Linked DNA regions of Anas platyrhynchos: region 2 is linked to region 1. A link is a contact called in public Hi-C data. All regions are on one chromosome and are shown on one strand. The core of a region is the stretch at or near the end of the contact, and the rest is flanking DNA. Distances in the headings are between cores, read along the strand shown. Region 1 overlaps TTBK2 (tau tubulin kinase 2). Region 2 holds the start of LOC140002593.

The links. Hi-C and Micro-C count contacts between places; a contact is called where the count stands out from the background.
Region 2: a Hi-C map of F5 follicle shows a contact between it and region 1, with 2.1 times the contacts expected there. The contact joins the promoter of LOC140002593 here to the enhancer-like site in region 1. A contact is called at or near these places in 3 of 8 Hi-C or Micro-C datasets (F1 follicle, F5 follicle and liver).

What each region holds. Positions count from the first base shown.
Region 1 is chr5:34,833,319-34,840,554 of IASCAAS_PekinDuck_T2T, forward strand. It overlaps TTBK2 (tau tubulin kinase 2), which reads right to left. Exons shown (of 17, transcript XM_072038795.1): 14 at 4,083-4,331. Among named protein-coding and RNA genes, the nearest start is that of CDAN1, 27 kb to the left of the region's middle. Within about 2 kb of position 4,208, at least 4 of the 8 cell types and tissues checked have an H3K27ac peak or open chromatin away from gene starts, as enhancers often do. A contact at or near this core is called in F1 follicle and F5 follicle, where this site is marked.
Region 2 is chr5:34,893,168-34,900,608 of IASCAAS_PekinDuck_T2T, forward strand. It overlaps LOC140002593, which reads left to right and starts at 5,819. Exons shown (of 3, transcript XM_072038394.1): 1 at 5,819-5,835; 2 at 6,670-7,441. The coding sequence starts at 5,819. It overlaps TTBK2 (tau tubulin kinase 2), which reads right to left and starts at 7,023. Exons shown (of 17, transcript XM_072038795.1): 1 at 6,676-7,023.

The DNA of each region.
Region 1 (7,236 bases), core at 2,958-5,457:
GTGTTTTTGTATTAAAAATCCACATACTCCAGAGAAACTTAGTGACAAAGAAAACAGCGACACTATCGCTAGAGATCATATGTTGATTGCCCTTCCAAGTACCAACCAGTAACAACTGAAAACAGCTGAATCTAAGATTGCCTTTGAATATGGTCATAAGCGTTATCAAACAACTGCTTTCACTGAGGATGTGTAACAGCTGTAACATCATAGCAAATAGTAAGCTCCTGGGAAAATACTTAAACTACATGCCAACTCAATACAGATTCCATCAGGATAGGGTAGGGCATGACATCTCTGTAGTTCCTGGAACCCAAACCCTCTTTACCACACTCAACTTCCATGATGGCAGCATTAAAAATCAGACTCATTGAGCAGAGAAAAACCTTTCCCTCTTTTCATTCTAGAACAAAACTATTTGATAACGTAATATATCTAAATTGGACAAATATATCCATTACTGACATTTCTAGACAGGTAGAATGCTAAACCAATGCTTTAGCTAGTTGAGTTCTAATTCAATCCTAATGCACATGACAGCGACAAGTTAATAACACTGACAAACTAAGAATAATTTTAAAAGAATAGGCTAACAATAGAGGAGCATTTTGCATTTTTTGTTTCTTTGTGGGTAAGAAAGCAATTATTAAATGTGGAAATCAGCGTAAACATTTATCTCTTGCGATTGCAGACTAGTGATAACCTGCCAAAAATCAGTTCATGAAAAACAGCAAAATTTTACATTTACATGCACTCCTGACTGAAAAGCCTACAATATCCATAAAAGAATAACTATTACAAGGGGTATAAATTTATTTTCTAAATACCCCTTGAGCATGTCAACAAGTCTTACCTTATTCTTCCATAGGCACCTGAATTCCAGTGAGATGCTTAAAAATTAAAGTAATTTTTCCAAGTCAGATCAGCATATTACTTCTCATCTTGGGTATGAATAAGTACATGGTGGTTTGTATTTCCACAGCATCTCTTGTGGAAAGATTTCAGAGCATTTTGTAACTAATAACATAACTATATACCAATAAAATAGTTTTTAAACTGTTGCAGTAAGGTAGATTACTGGGAAAAAATAAGACCTATGAGAAAGTATTTGTGAAAGTGCTAACCAATTCCAACTGCTTTACCTGAGAAGGAACAACTACAAAATCATTAAAATAAAACTAATCCCTTTTGTACATGTCTCATCACGTATTTAAAAAACTGAAGATATGTAAAAAAGACCTACAAATCTGGAATCCACTTTTTTCAGGGCTGAATCTGAAACAGACAGCCAATTTAGATTTATTCTAGATGGCTGCCACAGCTAGAAAAAGTTTTTATATCTTATTAGAGAACTAGATCTGAGAAACCAAGAGACTGAAATCCAAGGTCACTAATTCTGATTGTTTCTCAAGAAACAGTTATATATTTAGCACAACATCTACCTAAGCAATCTTTTCCTACACAGCTCTGGCCCGTTGTTACTGCACTCACATCACCTTTTCCATGGATCTCACTCAACACTCTATGCATTCCTCTGATGAGCAAAGTTCAGAGAAGTTACCTGGCTGAAAAATTCACAGAAAGAAAAAAAACCGTCATGTTTCAGGAGGATTTGCTGTACAATTTGACCACTCTATTTAAGAAAAGGATGCTAATAGCACTGTGACCCCACTTTTCAGATTCAAGTACTGTCAAAGAATTCATTCTGTCTTTTGTTGGCTCTAATGCTGCAAATTGAATAACTAAGGAGAGGTGAAACAAACCACTCCAATTCTCTTACATCATATATGTATGGCAAGAGAGGAGTTATGTTTATAGAAGAAATTAAAGTAGACCTACATCCTATAACCTTCAATGCACTAGTGAGTGAAGAATATACAGAAATTTCATGATCTCTCCTACATAATGTCAAACTAAAGAAGGCTGGGCTACAGCTCCTGAAGCCTCACTCATTAACAATCAGGAAAGAAAACTCCCTTGCCTGATTTCAGGAACAAATGTTATCATTTACTTTTTAGCACATGAAGAGAAATTCAACAGTAAATATCCCTGACCTCTGCAATTCATTAATTATCAATGTTGAACTAAATGGAAAACAGTAGGAAATACAGGAAAATATATTCAATACCAAATATTTATACAGGATAATACATAACAGTATTCAAATTATTTTTAGTATTTAATTGAAGAAGTGCTTCATGTCATTAACATGCATCTTTATCTTTCATACTTGCTAGGTACCTAACATTACTGTGATGTAGAAAATAGAAGGACATATAAAAGTATGTCGGTTCTTCAGTGAGCCAAAAAGCATGCAAGGCCTTCATTGTTGGAATCAACTAAAGATTCATGTGCTTGTAGTTTCCATAGCAAATGAAACACTGGAAGGTACATTCTCAGTAGAGTCCGGACTGTCAAAAATCACAGCTTGAAAAGGAACACAGCAGTCAGGGACTTACCAGGTAAAAAGAAAGAGAAGGCTCTGAATATTGTATATAATCTTCTCCCTTTCCCTTTTCCACTCTGCTCAGTAGCAGCACCTGGTACAATATCTATTCTTTTTCACATGACAAAAGAGTGTATCACTTCACAGCCCCCATTAATATTGCAGCTGTATTCATCTGTTGAGTACTAAGGAAGCCAGAGAAAACTCTGTATGAAAACCTACTTTGAGAATTGTGAGGAGCTTGCTAATGTCACCTGCAATACATTTGGATTGAAAAATTTAGATCATAGATATACAGGAAAAAAAAAAAAAAAGTCATTTTGCATCCCAGAATACAAATGCTGAAGCTTAATTTCTAATGAGTTAATTTCTACAAAGTCCTTTTCCCTAGTCAATACTTCAGTCATCATGAAGAATGTGGTATTCTGGCATCCCATATCCCCATCAGGTTCACAATAATGAACCTTTGTGAGTTAGTGTTGGTCCATTTCCATAAATTGAGGGCAGAACTACTACGATTTTGTATTTAGGTAAAAAACAGCCTAGATCTGTTGTGGAAAAAAATACTGCTTTCTGGGTAGGAAGACCAAATGCTGGCATAAATACACTAACTGCTTTTTTTACCTTGTTATTACTCATCACTGATCATATTGAAGTTTGAAAGAATCTAATGTTGATGGATAACTTTTAAAAAAGCAATACTCCTGTGCATGCTTCATAGAAGAAAAATGTCTTTCACATATAAATAGTTATACTGAAAAATAGGTTGGAAATAAAAGACAACATAAAATATAATCCAAATTAAATATTAATGGTAAAATGATGATGATATGTTACGGTCTTATGCATCGATGCTAAATCATACTGCTTCACCAGTCAATGTGAGCTGATACTGCTTAGCAAATTTTTACGGCTAATACACAAATTATGGTTTACTTCAATTTGATTCTAAGCTTTCATCTTTCTCATAGTGTAAATAAACTGGGAACACAAAACTATGAAAACTTTACTTTCTTTAGTGACATTTCCATTAGCCATTACTCCTGTTAATTCCCACCTTTGCTTTGTATACTGTAAACAATTAATGAATTCTTGATGCCAAAGTAGCAATGTGACTATCTGTAAATCCTATTTTCTTACATTAAAATCATTTACAGTACTCCAAATTTTAATATGCGTTCCCAATTTAAAAATCTAACTAGTACTGATTATAGGAACACCTTTAAAAATTATTTTTAGTTCTGAACAAAAGAAAACTTTGTTTTCTGTATTTATTAATCCTAACTTTTCCAAGAGAAAATACCTCTGAGGATGTGAATCTATCTTCCAGAACACCCAGAAATGTTCGGTGCTCCAGATCATGATAACCCAAACAACATCTCTTTAAATATTCTTCTCTCTAATTTTACCTCCTCTAAATGGGACGATATATATTCTCGTAAAAATATTCCTGACTCTATTGCTTAATGAGATTCCCTAACTTGACCTTATCTTTCAAAATATTTTGTAAGATGTTGTGTACAGCAGTATGATTAGCCTATGCATATTACCGAAATGTGCAGAGCAACTAAAAAAATTAAACTTTGCAGATGACTGCTACAATGCAGTCACTGTTATGAAGATGAGGCTTATTCACCTGCTGAAGTTGTGCTTTTGAGATGCGAATGACAGGGGGAAACTTGTTGCCACAGGGAATGACAGGAAGCTGCCTACGACCAGTTGAGCGTGAGGAAGAGGAGTGGCTCTCAGCTGATTGACTCCTTGGTAAACCAGCCTCTTTCAGAGGGTCCGAGTGGATGGATAGATAGGCTATAGGGCTCATGGTGCGGAGGAGGGGACTTGAAATTCTTGGAGTGGAGAAATGCAGCATGTGAGATGAGCTGAGCTGTGAGAACAACATGGTGAGGAAAAATAAGGTTCAAAAATCAGTATTTTAAATAATTCTTGTTTATGTCCTGCATACATGCATTTTCCTAGATGTTTCCACTGAAAACTCTCTCTCAGGTTGGAGCTGATAATTTAAGAGGCATCTTAAGTCTAATTGTCAGATTTTCCATCAACTTTGAAAAACCCAACGTCAGAAGAGATCATCTGCTCTCTTGCTAGCTCCTGTCATTCAGTCAGAATCTAGGGCACAGTTAATAAACTCACACGGTCTGTTCCAAGGACACTGTGTACAGAGGCTAGCTGATTGTTGGCTGGTCCTTGCAAAATGCTTAGCACATCCATGCAGCAGTGTTGTTTTCTGTGACGACTACAATTTTAGCATATGTACCCACTGCATGCTTTACAAATATGACTGTACAGCTATGGCTATAGCAGTACATATTAAGAACCATAGCTTACAGGATTAATCAGTAAGATTAGCACTAAACAGTTCTGATGAAATTTCCCAAACGTGGGACAGAACTTGCAGGACATACTGACACAGGCCTGAAGCATCCATCAATAATTGCTTCATCTTGAACTATGTCCATCACTCAAGCATTTAGAAAAGAGGAAAAAAAAGGATTTCCAGCATCTCATAAGCAGCAACTGAGGGTAGAAGGTACATGAAAATTATACAGCTAAGAACTATGAAATAAATGGAAGTTTAAGAGCAGTTTCATTGATACAACATAGTAGCACCTCAATCTATAAAATCCTAATTTCAAAAATATTACCAAGTAGTAAAAAATAAGTAGATTCACAGTCAAACAACTTCTATTACCATGCATATATATTTTATATTAGGTTGCCAACCAAGTGTGACCAGAGCAAACAGCTGTTTAATTTAAACTGAAGTTGAAGAAAATGGCATTAGTTGGTATCTATTGGATTACTTTAACACTGTTATTATTTCTTTGATAAAATATCTGCTTGCAAAATATATGCTGCAAACAGTTTTGTACATGCACAATATAAAGGTCATCGCAATTCAATCCAAACATGGTACATTAATGAGGCCATGGTTCAACAACACAGCAGGTCCAGCACTTGGCTCTTAGAACCAGATCAAGAAAGAAAAAAAAGAGAGCACTATGATGCAAAGTGCTGCCCCAATATAAATTCCTGAACAGTCTAGATCAGTTCAAATTATTTTGTCAAATGAACTTCATTCCAGAAGATGTTACAGCAAACCAAGTACTGTCTGTCCTTTTGCAACATGAAAGCATACAGTCAGCATAGCATGCTACGAGTAATTCAACAGAAATGTGAGCAGGAGCACATGACTGAACCAGATCAAACTGGTATGTGCTGGGTAATCTGGTTATAGCACATAGAATCTGTTATTATGACTGATAACATGAAAATTAGTTCTCTTACAGCCAGGCTTTTTCACAGAAGATAGCACAATTTGCTGTAAATTTTTAAGCTTAAAAAATCACCAATCCAATAACTTACATGTTTTCCTCTATTTTTTATTTTTTTTTTTGAGTTCAGGTTTCCTTCCTGAACTACTGTAACCTTACGTTCCTATTAGGGGTGCTGATGCTGTTTGAAAGAGGCAAGAAATGTTATCATCAATTACAGGAAATACACATACACACATGATTTCAAGAAGAACATTTATCTACAAATGGAAGGACTGAAGACCAGTGATTTCTTTCCTTCAGGAGAAAATAAAATTGGGGTGAGTATATGAACCTTCAGTTTCTCATACAGAAACATCCTTGCTACTACTTAGTGAGCAATAAAGCCTTGTTCCCGTAAAAAGAAGAATAAAATTTAAAATGTATTTACAACAGTAAAAATATTTTATTCATGTTTTGTAACATTAAATTAATTAATTGTTCGCATATTTAACAAACCTATCAGAATTCTAAAGTTCTCAGAATAAGCTCAAAGAACATAATTCATTGTACCTTCTACTAAGTGATAATGTAGTAGGTCACTAGAAATGCATATGGGAGGTATATTCATAAGCATGATAACTATGAATGCCAATGTCCTACAGTTGCAAGCCATTGGAAATGAGTAAACTATTCAGAAATTAAATAAAGCTACTATTCTATACTACTGTAATCTCAATATCTACTTTTAAACCCTTTTAGCAATACTTATTTTATGTCATTTGATGTATGGTCCCAAACTTACACGCTTGGATCCAGGCTTGCTCTTAGTAACAGATGCAATATAATTAAAATCAGCAGAAAAGTGAAACGCAACCCTTTGCTCATTATTTGTATTGTTTGTCAGGAAGGTACTACCTAGACAAAACTACTAAAGAACAAAACCATTTGATTGTAATTAAGGTTGTTACAGTTTTGTAAACACTTAGGGCATTAAGTGGCACCAGGGGAGGTTTAGGTTGGATGTTAGGAGAAATTTCTTTACTGAAAGGGTTGTGCAGAACTGCAATAGGCTGCCCAGGCAAGTGGTTGAGTCACCACCCCTGGAGGTCTCCAGGAAACGTGTAGACGTAGAACTTGGTAGCATGGTTTACTGGTGAACTGGTTGGTACTAGGTAAAAGGCTAAATGATCTTAGATCATTCATTCCAATTCCTGATTCTATGATTCTATAACTAACTTCACTATGCAACTTGCGCAAAGTCTTTCCAAGCATTTTTATTGTTGAAATCATATCATCTTAGGCATTTCACACTGATATCAAGTAACTTTGACTCTGCTCCCCAGTCTGATCTAACCGTTCTGTGGTCCAATGTTAAGAAGCATCTGAAGAACCAAACCATGCAGTATGAGAAGTATAAATTTTTCTGGGCCTATCAGGCTTTATTAAGGGTTGGTGGTATCTGTACAAGTTATCTTTGTATCTATTCAAAGGAGACTCATTTCTCTAAATATTATG
Region 2 (7,441 bases), core at 4,569-7,068, 61 kb after region 1:
TCTAATATACAAAATCATAACAGTCAACAGTTGAACATTTAGGTCGCTTACAAAAATTAAAAAAAATCCAAGGTCTTTAACTTTAGTCAATAAGGATGTTGTACTACTAGAACGCTTCATGATGATTTCAAATAATTTCTGAAATTCTTAAAATTAATTCTGAAAAGATGAAAAGAAGTAACTGAATGAATTTCTAAATCATATGCTCCTATTCAACCACTGATAACAAACATGAGTTAGAGAAGTCCCAGAGAAGTTGGTGCTGTGAACAAAGTTGGCCTCAATAACTACAACAGTTCACTTGGTCTTAAAGCAGCCAGACTGAGATATGCAGTAAGTCTTTAATCTTTGAAAACTAAATACAGAAATATATTTCATTACGGATATGTATTATCTTATGTACATTTAGCATACTAAAACTCCGCCATAAGTCCAGAAACTTGTCAAAAAAAAAAAAAAAGGTATCACAGAATATTGCTTAAAAATAAGCTTATATATTATATGCATGTGGATCAAGAGACTCAGAAGTTGTATCAATTTTTTACACATCAGAAAACCTACAGTACAAACTCAGATTATAGCTTAGCTAGCTGACAAACAAATGCAAAACTAGCCCCACGAACACAACTGCAATTTCCCAAAAAACATTATAGCTTTTCACTTCATCCCCAGTTAAACAATGAAAAGCATTACATAACGGTATTGCATGTCTTCAGAAATACTGTCTGTATGTAAAAAAGATATTCAATACCTAGTCTCTAAGAATTAAAGCTTGGACTTTAAAAATAATTCCAGTTGTATTGCTGACATATTTTCTGCTATATTTGTATATTTTGAATGTCTAAACACTTACTCTATACAACTAAAAATCTCTACAATTAGAAGTTTTATTTCAGAATGATTGAGTGCGGGTTTAATTTTGTAGATATGAAAACAGTAACACCTGACAACATAACAGCAAAAGTAGCTTCCTCTGACCCCAGGTCTTACCTCTTTCAGAGCAAGGAACATGAGAGCATATTACAATTTGTCAGCATCGAATATGAGCAGTATCTACCACAGGGCTACTTGTGTGGCAGGCCCTGGTCCTGATGCAGACCGTAAATCAATTCTGTCCAAACCTTCACTTTAGGAAAAACAAATGTTTCAGGAAGCTGTTACAACATGCCGATGCAGTTCCTCACAAGAGAATTGGTGTATTACCTACCAGCTCAACCAGCCAGCCAACGTACAGCTGCTCCCTGATGGAACTGTCCTGCAGAGGGAGGTCAAGAAAAAATTGACTCAAAGGTGAGTCCAGCGGTTGGAGCACAGTGTGCTTACAGAAGCACAGCCAAATGGCCAAGGCATCCCAGGCTCAAAACTAATGAAATACATAAGAACAATATGAACAACAAGGGCAAGTGTCCAGACAGAACATGGCATCCAGCCCAAACTTCCTTCTCCTAATCAACAGGGAAGAGAGTGGAGCATGACTTGAATGCTGTCTCTTAGGTAAAACATTCCTCCTTCTCTTGCCTTCTTCCTGGGTTACGAAAGGCAGAAAGATGCACCAACCAAGTACCCAAGCTACTGTAACAGAGAGGATCTGCTTATGGCTACTTCTCTCAGCTAGACATTCAGAGTGAGGTTGCATGTAACAGCATGACCCAGTAAGAATTATATCAGCAAAATAGCAATATAAACAACCCCCTTCTTGAAATCATTCACTGTCAAGTCTCTAAGTTAAATCAACACAGCTGATTTCAATGGGCACTAGAAAAGGCACAGCAGAGGACATCATCTTCCACTTTTAAACAGCAGCCAGCTGTTAGACTGGTTCAGCAATAACGTGCAATTTCATCCGCAGTAGCTAACACACAAAAACTATGTTTATGTGTATATACAGTTATAAATAAATTACAAACACCAGCCGATGATGGAGCTTCGTTCCTGTATACATCTGCTTTAATGCGGGAGGCTTAAACTTGCTCCTCAATTTCAGCATCAATTTCTAAGATCTTGCCTAGCCTAGTCAAGACAAAATATGACTAGGTTAGTTAGCACATACCTCCCACAAGACCAATAAATACTTTCTTCACACTGATCTGCCTTGGGATTCTTTCTTTACTTTTCTCCATCCAGATGGACTGTTCAACAGCGTTCCCAATGGAAATACTGTCTTACTCAACATTGTAGAAGTATCACTTCACCCAAATCGTCATGATCATCACAACAATCCTTACAGCAGATCAAATTTATACAGAAAAAGAATTCTGATCCAATATCTATTCTACTCCTTCAGCTCCCGGAGTACCACACATCGGTTTGTCCTAGGCCGACTCTTTGGGAATTATACCTTGATTTTCTAGACCACTGGAAACAGAAAGTCAAAGTGTCACATACGAATGCTGAGCATTCAATGAAACTCAGTAAGTAGCACAGGCATTCCTCTTTTAATACAGCTTTAATCACTTGATAACACACATTCTGGATCTATTTAATGCAGAATGCTGACAAATGGGAAGACAGGAAAATAAACTATTTCAAGACAGTAGATAACTGGACATATTGTGTTTAAAACAAAATAACAATGCCAATGTTCTAAAAAGTCACCAGTTTGATGCTGAAAAGAAGCACACACTATTTATAGATTCTCCCTCCCCCCCTTTTTTAAATAATCAACACTGAAGCTAAACAGACGTGCTTAATTTGCTCAGAAGCAGCACGGCTAGCCAAGAGCGGCATTTGAAGCATTACTGTAGCAGTAAACTTAACAGCTGCAACAAAACACATCCTGCTGTCCACCAAACAAAGCAATCCAATTCTTACTACATTTCTGAAGAACACTGTATCAAATATCTGTCGCTAGAAATGTTGCAAAAAATTAATATACTGAGAGACTGCTGACAAAAGCAACAAACCTTATCTGAAAATTATTTGGGAAGCAACAGAGAGCAGAAAGCAAGCCCTCTTTCACAACCAGTAAGCGGCTGCTGACTGGAGACAGTTCCCAAGCACTGGGAAGAGGCAAAATCCATGAGGCAAAACCAATTCCAGCTGTGGACCAGTCCACTGAAACAAGCCCATTAACACAGGACACAGTGATGGCGTGATGCCAGTTGCAAGAAAAGGGCTTCAAAAATGTGTTAATGTTATCTCCGTTCACGCAGATTGGGAGGACATCCACTTCGACCACTGGTTTTGCCCCATTTCAGCTCCAGAGAGTAACTTCTCTCTGCACCAATTAATGAATCCCTTAATGATGTCCAGAAATAAGCAAGTGGCCTCGTATTAAAAGGATTTCACATCTTTTACAAGCTCTTGAAGGGAGTTCAACATATTTTACTCGTTCTTTATATATGAGACGGTTTTGTACTGGAAAATCTGACTGCTGTCACCAAGACCATAAGCGAGCTTGGGGCACTTCACCCACAAGGAAGCAGCCGGCCTTCGCCTCTTCCAGCAACTCCAAAGCTTCCTCTGTAACCAGCCTCAAGGCTAACAAGAAATGCACGTACACACATTTCTCTGAGAGGAAGACTTACCGGATGGAATTCCTCATCAGTGCAAATAACCTAATTCTCGATAATTGATTAATCTCTTCAGAGACAAAGCAACAGCATGAAATAGCATTTGAGCAATGTTTTCCATCACAGAACCATGGAATCAACCATGCAGTACAAGAAGCACAGAAAGACGCGCCTGAACATAAAGATGAACACATTTTTGAAGTCTTAACAACATATGGTTTTGTTAAAAATGCTAAGGACACAAGGACACCTTCAGTCTCCCACTCTGCCCTCCTTGTATGCCTTCCTCTCACATTCCATCCTTCCCTTCTTAAAACTCCTTAAGTTTTTAAATTAATGGAGAAAAATATTTGAAAAACAGTTTTGAAGAGTAAGTTCTTGGAAGTTACGACTTACAGGACTTCTAAAGAGTGGAGAAAAGATATTCAACTAGATAAAGAGGTGAAGGGTCACAAGGTCAAATTTTATTGTTTGCATTTTCTGCTACTTAGATTTCAAAATCAGTGAAGTATAAGCTAATAGAGAGGAGAAAACATCCACCACCACCAACAACGAAAACAGACTATAAATTGAAACTGCCAAGAAAGGCATCTCAATTCCATAATCAGCTTAAAAAAAAGTACCTGATTCCCATCAGAGTACACTACTTAGCAGCTAGCACTGAAGGAAAAAAAAAAAATGAAAGAAAGAAAAAAGACTACAATTCTAAAATTTTAATAAATATAATAAAGTTGTAAAGATTAAATAAAAGATTGGATGATATTTTCAAAAAAGTAATTCTGAAGGAACACACAAGATATGGTTATTACCAGCCACACTATTCTACTAGTTAGTGTTTCCCAACGAAGGCAGGGAAGTTAACTTTTATTCCATCACTATCTGACATGGAATACAGGACAAGCATTAAAGCGCTCTGTTAGTGTATGAAAAGCAGAAAATTAAAGTGCCCCACTTATTTGTACTCTACTGCCTGAAATAATTTCCTCTTCTTCAAGTTAAATATATTAATTCCCATTTAAGTAGACCAAACACGAGCCTATTAAAGGAAAACAAATAAAAGATTAAGCATTTGAACAAGTTTCTTTCATCGCTGACAAGAAATCAAGTTGATGCTAAGTAATTTTTAAACAAAACCTGATGTGCAGTTCTTGGATTCCTTACGGTACAGCTTGCATTTAGACAATTTGGCTCATTTTAATTCTTGCACATCTCTACTTGAACAATTAGCCTGTCAGATGGACCTTCTAGATGCACGGCGAAATAATTGATCCTTGAGATCAATCAAACAAAGCTCAGGTTTCTCCTCCATGGGAAGAGAGTGCTTTAAGAGTTAGGCAGGGGGAGGAAGCACAGAGGCTGGTCCATGTCAGACGCATCCCTGTGAGACCACTGAGGATCCTGCTATCTTACGTTGAAGAGGCAGCTGCTCTCCTCCCCTCTAGCCAAACACAAAGGCTTTGTGTGGTGGTTTAACACAGCAGGAGAAAGACACAACACAAAACACAGAAAAATACAGTTAACTATACATCTCCTGTTGCTGAGTATCACTTCATTCCCACTAATTAAACAAGGCTTAGCTAAAACAGAAAGCATGGTAGTGTATCAATATACCACAGAGCACAAATTCACATGCTAAGTAAGTGTTTAACAGTATATACACATATATAAAGAACTGGTAGAAGCCGGTAATTTAGAAATCAGTTTCAAACAGTGAAAGCTTCACTCACCTCTCTCTTTTATCACACTCAGAAACCTTACTTGATTTAATCACTCACTGGAAAAACCTTGCTGGAATTTGTGATGTTAGAGGTAAGACAAACTGCAACATGCAGAAATAATACTACGACTATACTAAACATAACAAACATCTTGCTACCTCATCCTCTCAATTTGCTCTTCTCAGTCTAGCCCCTAAAATGACAAGTGTTAAAAGATGCTGGATTTCAAGAGCACAGTGATGTTTCAGTGTACTGACGTGATACTGTCAGAGGTAACTGATTCCATCTTTGCTTTTTTTAGAACTGCCTTAATGCATTGTTTCCAAAGTAACTTTTCACCAATGAATACATGCATGCTGCAGTCAGACCTTCTTATATTTGTATTTGTTTGGCTTGTAAAAAGATACAAACATACTTCTTGTTTATAAAGTTAATAAAGTTCCAATACTTTTTTATGTGTGATTTACATTGTAAGACAAAGGAATCATCGGTGGGAGAGCTTTCTTTGCAAATTAGCACAGAATAACACCGTTAGGCACACTTGTTCCAAGAGTTCATGTTGTAAGGGCCACCCTCAAAAAACCCAGAATGAATGGAGTAGCAAAGTAAGCTCCAACCTTTGGTTTTCTCAGAAGCAGCAGCTAAAAGGCAGCTAACAATCTATACAAGCATAGCGTGCGTTGAGGAGAGGCAGGGCATTAACTATGCAGAACAAATAAAATTCGAGCTGCTTTTTCCACAACCACACTGTGGAAACCGATCGGCCACTTCAAGGCTGTGGCGATTTCACCCAACCCAGAGCACGCCCAGTTTCAGGGCGCTCAGCCTCCCCACCGATGCCCCTTCCTAGTTGTGAAGGATTCGTCTCCGATTCAACTGGTTCTGCACGCGCAGCCGAGGACGGCCACCGCGAGCCATTTCATAACCCGGCTCCTCCGGCCCCTGTGACGGGAATTACCAACCCCTGCCGGGATGCGGAGGGCCGGGGCTTTTGCTGCGCCCCCAGCGGGGCCGCACACCCGCGTCCCCGACACCCGCGGCTCCCCCCTGCCCGCACCCAGCCCCGCCGCGGCTCCCCGGGGGCTCCCCGGCCCCTCTCCAACCTTTGTCCTCCCGCCGCCGAGGAGCGCAAGGACGCGGGGGCAGCCGCGGTGTCGCCGTGCGGCTGGAAGCGCAGCCCGGCCGCTTCCCCCCCCCCCCGGGGCCGAGGACCCCCCCCCCGCGGCCTAGCCGGGCGCAGCCGGCCTCGCCTAGCGATGCCGCCGGCGGCCTGACAGACGGACAGGCGGCCGGGCGGGCGGACAGACGGACAGGCGGCCGGCCCTGCCCGCGCGCGGCCGTTGGGCGCGTGCCGGGGCTCGGCGCTGAGGGGAGACGAGGGGGGGATAAGGGGGAAGGGGGGGGGGGGGGGACTGTGAAGCGCCGCAACCCGCCCGCAGCCTCACCTGGAACGGCGCCGAGGCCAGGCGGTGCTGGCGGTGCCGGCGGCTCCCTGAGGAGCCCGGCGGCCCCCGGGGAAGGGCTGCGAGGCGCCGGGGGTGGGGGGACGGCGGCGCTACAGCGGCCCCCGGGCCAGCCTCCGCCCCATGGCGTGCGGCGCGGTCTCTATGGCGACTGCGGGGCCGGGACGGAGCCGGCCCGCCCGCCCGCGGGGAGGGCCGAGGGCTCGGCGCCGAGCCGGGGGCGCTCAGGGGGCTGCGGAGCGGCCCGCGGCCCCCCCCCGCGTTAACCCCCTCGCCGCCGCCATCCCCGCGGCGCCGCCGCTCGCAGCCCGCCCGCTCCGCCGCCTCCGCCGCCCTTCCTCGGCCGCCGCGCCACCGAGCCCGCTGCCCGCCGGGGCCCGCCCCCTTCCAGCCTCCCGCGGCGCCGATTGGGCGGCGGCGGAGATCCCCGCGGGGGGATTGGCTGGCGGCGGGGTCAATCACGGGGAGGGAGGAGGACGGGCTTGAGGCGGCGGCGGCGGGGCCGGGGTTGGTTGAGCGGCGCGGAGCCCCGCCGCAGCCGCCCCCGCGCGGTGCTGAGGGGACGGCGGGGCCCGGCCGGGCCGCGGGGCTGCAGCTGGAGCCGCCTCCTCGCCGGCCCCGCTGCCCGGAGCTTGGGGCTCTGAGGAGAAGGGCTCTGTGCTTCGGGGGGCTGCGGCCAGGTGCTCGGCCCCCGATACGTGCGCGCCGCCACGTACCGGCTGCAGGGGGCCCGGCCGGCAGGGCAGCT